Linked DNA regions of Mus musculus: region 2 is linked to region 1. The links are chromatin contacts, called in public Hi-C maps. All regions are on one chromosome and are shown on one strand. The core of a region is the stretch at or near the end of the contact, and the rest is flanking DNA. Distances in the headings are between cores, read along the strand shown.

Evidence for each region. A called contact is a pair of places that touch in the nucleus more often than the background predicts.
Region 2: a contact with region 1 is called in a Hi-C map of cortical neurons, with 4 times the contacts expected there. The contact joins two enhancer-like sites. A contact is called at or near these places in 3 of 484 Hi-C or Micro-C datasets (cerebral cortex and cortical neurons).

What each region holds. Positions count from the first base shown.
Region 1 is chr5:71,603,385-71,607,187 of GRCm38.p6, forward strand. The region is part of intron 8 of Gabra4 (gamma-aminobutyric acid (GABA) A receptor, subunit alpha 4); the gene reads right to left. Among named protein-coding and RNA genes, the nearest start is that of Gabra4, 53 kb to the right of the region's middle. Within about 2 kb of position 1,282, at least 12 of the 459 cell types and tissues checked have an H3K27ac peak or open chromatin away from gene starts, as enhancers often do. A contact at or near this core is called in cortical neurons, where this site is marked.
Region 2 is chr5:71,969,218-71,972,912 of GRCm38.p6, forward strand. The region is part of intron 4 of Gabrb1 (gamma-aminobutyric acid (GABA) A receptor, subunit beta 1); the gene reads left to right. Among named protein-coding and RNA genes, the nearest start is that of Commd8, 200 kb to the right of the region's middle. Within about 2 kb of position 1,359, at least 20 of the 459 cell types and tissues checked have an H3K27ac peak or open chromatin away from gene starts, as enhancers often do. A contact at or near this core is called in cortical neurons, where this site is marked.

The DNA.
Region 1 (3,803 bases), core at 32-2,531:
ATCTTCAGGCTGTGATCAAGCCATCCCATTCTAGTCCCTTAAGATCTCTTCGCTTCACTGTGTAATGTTAATACTTCCTTGAATCCCATGGAAGTGAAAATGTTCAGACTGTGGTTTTCTGCATTGCAACCCGCATCCCCCTTGCTTAAAATATTCCATTTCAGTCCTGACAAACTACCTGACACATGAAATTATATTGGATACCAGTCACTATTATTTTGTATTTTGAAGCTATTTATTCTGAAGCTACTGGTAAAAACTAGCTGACGGCATCTCTGGAAGATCCCAGAAATCACTGACCAAAGAAAGAGCATCATGAGAACTGTTTTGTATTCCACGGAGTGCTATGAAAGTCCTACGGTTCGTGGTTTGCTAAATTTTAGCTTCTTATGTAACAGGGTCTCAAAGCTGAAACTAAGTGGATGCTTGGTAAAGTGTTGACTCACATCCAATAAAGCAATGGCCAACATCCCGTGGGCATGAGAGGATGGTTGTAATATATAAAAAGAAGTCCAAACAGCCTGATACCTTGCATGGAACCTGGCACAAACAAAGCATCCAACAAACATTTCTTGAAAGACTGAACAAATGAATTTGCACAAGCATGAGAGCCTTTGGCAGTGCTGAGAGGACCACATACATGGCATAAGCTATCATTTCATCACAAAGCATGATTAAAGAGCCATCAGAGGAAACCAAACTTAATCAGATTATAAAGTCTTGTGAAATTAATAAGAGAAAATGCAATGCCATTTTGAGTTCTTGTTATACTTTGAAAGGCTGCTGGTCCCTTGGTTTAAAAGTACCTTTCTAGCAGACTGAAATCAGTATTTTTTTTGTCTTTCTCATGTTGTTCTTTCCTTTGTTTCTGTAGGAAACAGTGACTTCCAGGGATCCAAGATGACACAACACAGATTGCCAAATTGCATGCCACCCTGCAGTTGCCAAGGAGATAATGTATGTCATTCCTACAAATAACATGTTGCTCATGCCTTCGTTTCCTTTATCTAGCTTTTTAAGATATTTTTCGCCTGAGCGAAATGCAGATTGTGTTCACCGTGAACTGATGGAAACATTCTGTTTTAAAAATTTTGTTTACCCCATTCCCCCAAGGCACTGGATCGCATTACAAATGCCGCTTTTGGACGGTCTGAACATATTTTACACTGATTTTGGAACCGGTGATTCAGCAGTTTTTACTGGGGGTGGAGGGCATCCTGAATACTGTCTGCCTGTGTTCTAAGTAAAAGTCCAATTAAATCCACACCTGGCACTAAAATATTCCAGTTTGAAATGGCCTACCACCAAAGCAGCTGCACTCAGTTGAATGTCAGTGGAAAAGAAGGGAAGCAAAGGGAGATGAAGGAAAGGAAGAGGACTGTAGAAGGACAGAGGATGAAAAGGCAGGATAAAAGGAAAGAAAATCAGCAGGCACTTACGGAGCACCTGCTGTGTCTCGAAGAGGGAAAAAAAAGAATTGGTCAATTTTAAGATACTGGTGGACATGCTAATTAGCAAAAGGCAGGCACAGTGTTTGCACCTGGGTACAGGTGAGTTGATTAGGACAGACTGCCTCATAGAGGACAGCATACCCAATGACCCCAGAACAGTGGGCAGGAAAACAGCAGCCCGTGAGATCCTAGGACTGAGCTATAAAACTTCCAGGGTATCTTGCTTGATGGCAGTAAAAGTGGCTGGAATCAAAATCACCCGAAAGACATCTTTACCCCAATGCCTCACAAACAATTCTTGAGTTTTCAGCTTGACTATCCTACGGTGTAATGAAAATAGTAACATCCAGTGATAGGGTATTGCAAGGGGTGTTGTGTATAGCCATTTGAAGTTGTGTCCTTATCATCTTATTCCACTACCTTCTCTCAGTATTTCCAGAGAACTCTGCCCCAGAAAAAAATGTTCTCAGAACTCCAAAATATTCTACCCATGAATCTAGATAGGCTGGAACCATGAACACTCAGCAATAAGAGTTGCACTGAGCGTCCGATCAGTACTTTAACCACAAACAGCACTGTTTTTATCCTTCAGAAATCTATCAAACTATTATAATAAACATGGAGACCCTCAGCTAGAGCAAATAGGATCTTCATGCCATGAAGAGAGAACACAGAGGAGTAAACCCAGTCATCAGGCTGTGAAGAGCATTCCAACTGGAGAGGAACATTATGGTGAGCTAGTGGAAAGGGGGAGCTTGGAATTACATCTCATTGCCTGCATAGCTGGGAGTATGTGACTGTGCGCACTCTACTGTGCCGGCAGATCGGCCCAGAATAAACATCCATAATGCTTTATTGCATGTAGCAATTTCTGAGATGAAGCTGCACAATGATTTCGGCTGCACAACACGGTTCTAAATCAGGTCTATCAGTAAAAAACCACAATCCAAGCAAGAGTATTCTTGCCAGAATGGAACACTTGGGCTCATACCAACCTCTTGCTAATGTGAGTCCATTGTATATTCTTATTCAGAACAACAAACAGGATTAACCCTTTTAGGACCTCCTACATGCTCCATAAAACATCCCTAAAATTGAAAGCACTTAGTGAGCAAAGCGTCTCTCAGGACAAAGACCAGACAATGTGCCTCAGGATCCCTCCCCTCACGTTAGTAATTTTTACTTCACTGTTCTTGTCTTGCCTCACAAATGGCCAAAAATCCACTCCGTAGATTTGTCCTAAATGAGGAAAATAGTCTAATAAAATTTCTGAGAATAAAAACCTGATGTTTTCTGTCTTAAATTATAAAACAATTTGCTAGTGTTTTATATAATCACTATAGCACAGAAAAGCATTCGAGAGTCTCTCCCCTTTTCTCCCCTCCCACTATCCCTTCCTCTGTATGTGAGACAGAGTGTAACTATCTATTGGTTTATCTTCCATAAGTGTGTGTGTGTGTGTGTGTGTGTGTGTGTGTGTATCCTTCTCTTAGAAGAAACTCAGAAACAGCTATGATTTCTAAAAGTATGACTGACTAGTCAGTCTTAATAGTTACAAAATTACTGAATACCAATCAGAAAATTAGGTGTGAAACTTAATTATTCTAAATTGTCTCATGGGTTTCTGGAATCCTCTATTAACTGTAATTTTTGCCATTAACTCTACTATAAAATAACAATTACAGTCACATATTCATTACATGCTACTTGAGATTTTTTTCTAATATGCTCCAGCTCTGAGAAACATGTAGAAAACTATTTTGATCAATTAAAAATGTGCCTAGACTGTGCCTACACATATTCAAACTCAATGATGTATTGATATATTTCCTTATACACATTTGCAGTAATGTTTTAGACAAAATGAATTTGCCGTGCTACAATGAATATTACTCATTACAGACATATAATATCGAATGATTTATGGAATTCTGAAAGATGAACGTAACTCATAAAGAAATAGTGGGGAAAAGAGTTTAAGTAATACAGATGAAATATTAAACATTCTAAGGAATTCATTTTTAATGAACATAAAAACAAACAGGAATTCCTATATAAAAGTCTAATTCTATTTCTTATGAATTGCTGGAGGATACTAAAATAGCTTTCTGTCAGCCGCTCAGGTCCCCATTGACTATAATCTATTTTAGTCCCCAAATGTATTCTTGTTCTGTGGATAATAGGTAACCTCCTTGGTGCCATTTTTAGAACAGCCCCATTAGCAAACATTAGGCAGACAGCGTGTGAACATTTTTCAGGATCTGCTGGAGCAAAGTGGGATTCTTGCAGAGGCAGCAATAGTGAGCCTAGCACACTGGAAAGTGCCCATTGAAGCCTGAAATTTATACAAAC
Region 2 (3,695 bases), core at 109-2,608, 370 kb after region 1:
CACTGTTTTTGCGACTTTACTACGCTGTCATTTCACAACACACTACCCATCAGCCTTGTCTCTTCCTTTCCCAGACTTTTACAACCAGACTCCCAACAAAGGTCCTTTGTAGAGGACCCAACAAAGACCAGCCTCAGCTAGTCCACCCAAAATGCTCATCCCTATGTCCACAGTGCAGTTACTGCCTTTCCATCTTGCCCTTGCCCTTAAACCACTGATATCCTGTGAAAAAAATATGGAGGTGGTTCAGTCTCTGCGAGCCCCCCATGGCCCATTTTATTGACTCTATAGGTCTCCTGTCCTTGACCCCTCTGGTCCCTCAATTCTATCCTCCACTCTTCTACAAGACTCCTGGAGCTCCACCTGATGTTTGGCTGTGGGTCTCCCCATCTGTTTCCATCCACTGCTGGATGAAGCCTCTCACGAGACAGTTATGGTAGACTCCTGTCTGCAAGCACAGAAGAGTATCATTACTACTGTTAGGAGTTTGTTCTCTCACGGGGGCTGGACCTAAATCCCCTACACATTTGTAGCAGATACGCAGCTTGGTCTTCACGTGGGTCCTCTAATAGTTGGAGCAGAGGCTGTCAATGATTCTGTTGCCTGCCATCACTGGATTGCCCAGTTGGACCTCTGTGGAAGAGGATGCACTTAGTCCTGCTTCGACTAGATATCCCAGAGCTGGGTGGTGCCCAAGGGAGTCTTCCCCTTTTCTAAGGAGGGGAGGAAAAGATAAGGGCAGGGGGGGAGGAATTTGTAAGGGCGAGACTAGGATGAGAGGAAGGCAGGTGTGATTGGGATATAAACTGACTAAATAAATTAATGAAAAAATGTGGAAGGTGATTAGATTCAAATAAGATGGGAAAGTCATTATTTGCTAGATCTGAATTCACGCATGCACCAAGCTTGTTTTGGTTTCAACCTTGGATGCCTTTTTCCTGAATCTCACCTGTGCTTTAGAAGCCCGTGTTGGCTGTCTGTTGTTGCTAAAATGAGGAATAATTCCTGCCTATTAGCAAGTGAGTTTACCTCCAGGAAACCACTGAAAATCAGTAGAAATCAGAAGAGCTTCAGCAGGAGCCTAAATTAATCTACAGGAGCCTTTCAGAGCTGTGAGCAGTATGAGTCCCCACACAACAAGGTCAGCCCAGTCACGATTTTGGCTCTGCTTTTAAAGTGGAAATGATTTCTGAAAGACAACTTGCCTGTTGATTTATGTTAGGGAGTGGGGGTGGCAAAAAATAAATAAATAAAACAACAAAACATTAAGAAAATATGACTAATCAAGAGCCATAAGCCTGGAAAACAGAAGCGCCTGATTAGTGATGCAAAGCTGGGATCATGTCTTCTTGTATTTGTCAAAATGGGGAACATAAAATCCTGCTAACCTATTCAGCTAGCTGAAAGGTTTCCATGACAACGGTGGGAACACGGAACATTCAGTCCCCTTGTCTTCAAAAATAACCTTTCAGTATAGGCGAGAGATTGTTAAAGGCACTAACCCGCTTCACCTGGGTAGTCCAAGGTAACTATAGCTGACCAGAATCTTGGTCTCTTTCTACTCAGTAAGAACATCGAAAGGTCTGTTTATCCTATAGCTCAGAACAAAATTGAAGGTGATTCAGCCCACAATAAACTATGCTTGGTTTCAGAAGGTTAAAGTTTTTTCAGTTTGTACACTCATTAGCTCCCCCGCCCCCATGCCTTGACACAGGAATGAGAACTCACTCCTATGCAGGACCTTGTATATATATAAAACTTGGGGGTTTCTTTTTACTTGCTCTTTAAAGGCAGTTAAGTTGAAAAGAGAAAATGCAATTATCTTATAATTTTTTCCTGCCTCAACACCTTTTCTGATAAACAATATAGAGAAAATTAAGAAATAAACATATATGAGCATATATCTATCTGTATTCCTATGTAATGTACATACTGTATCTCTATTTTAATTTTTAACTAACATATTTCTTAAGTCAGACTACATGGGTAAGCATAGATTATGGATGAATGTCATCAAATATGGGAGATCATCATATGGTGGTCATGTTTCCAAGCGTGGGTCTACAAAGAACCAAATCATACTTTAATGAGTACGCTGGTGCAATTAACCTACCTCATTTGGCATTCCTGTTTCTCCAAGAGCGAGGTTCTGATCAGGCCTATTGGCTGCCAATCCAACGTGGAGCCTCTCTTCCCCGGTTTAGTCGACCTCTGCCCAGGAGGCACGTTTAGTTCCAAGTGCTTCAAATGGTAGAATCGATAGAGTCCAGGGGACCACCACATCAGCCTTTATGGTGAAAGACATCTTTGAGAACTCCACTTGAGGATAGACAATTCCATATCTTCTTTCTAAGACATAGTCTCCATGGAGTTGCAAGAAGGGACAGAAGCAGTAAGGGGAAGGGCATGGTGGAGACATTGAAAAGAATGAAATATACCAAGCAAACTTGAGACTGCTCTGTGATCTCAGGTGTCAGTGAGGGGCTAGAACTTGAGTCCACCACCCCCCCCCCAATATTTTTATTTATAGGAATTCTAAATAGCAAAGACTTTTTTTCCCAAAATGTAATAGCGGAAGCTACAGAGGAGGAGTTCTTTTTCACTTTTGAAACATTCCTCAATTCTGTAGCCTACATGGGAGCTAATCACAAGGACTCCCTCTTTGTTCACTTACTGTGAAGGAGCTGTGCTGTTCCTAACCCTGGGAAAGGGAGGACTCAGAATCACTCAGACTCTCTGTGGATGCAACTCATCCTCTTGGCACCTGCACTGCACTTTATATTGGATTCTAAATCAGCAGGAGAAGCCTTGTGGTGGCAAAATGAAGAGTTGGGCTGGCGTGACTTAGAGCTCTAAGTGTAAGCATCTCTATGAAACAGTGAGTATCCAGGACTTTCCCTTAAAGTATGCCATGTAAAACCATTCATTGATTATTCCCATTTTTTTGTGTTGCAATTTTTACCTTTACAACTTATTTTGCCTGATATGTAAAATTTCCAAGACTGGAAGGACTTTGAAATTTAGATTTCCTTTCGCTGTTATTAGTATTTGTTATATTTCACTTTAAACAGCTGCATATTTCAGAGAAAGAGGGATCACAAATTTGATCCACTACAAACATCCAGTTGCTTGCATATTCAACTACGTGTTCTATTTTCAGTATTTGGGAACATAACAGTCACAGTGAACACTGTCCTACCATATTCTATAATATCCATTCTTCCAAATAGTTCAAGTTTTAACTATTTATATGTTTTAGAATAATAATCTGGTTCTTAAGGTTTGCTAATATAAATAGTCCTCTGTCAAATATTTCACTATGCAAATTTTATTCCTACCTTCTGACTACATCTCAATGTAATTTTGTGATACTCCTCATAGGCAATACACAGAGACCAAAAGGAGGGCTGTAGCCAACAATGACTACATATAGCAAGATTATATGAATCATTAGTGCAAGGCTCTCTAACTCATTCAGTAATTATCCATAAATGGAATATGTAGAATTTAGATGACCTACCTACAGAATCCTAGGGAAGGAAAAAAAGATCAAGAGAACTCATGATGTGTTGGCTTTAAAAGGCTTAAGAACTTCCCTTTTTATAAACACATCTATTATTTATGTGCCGTATTCGTGAACATTTCTATCCATCATGTTATGCAGAAGCTTTGCAGAGTGAAATCCTCCCAGGCAG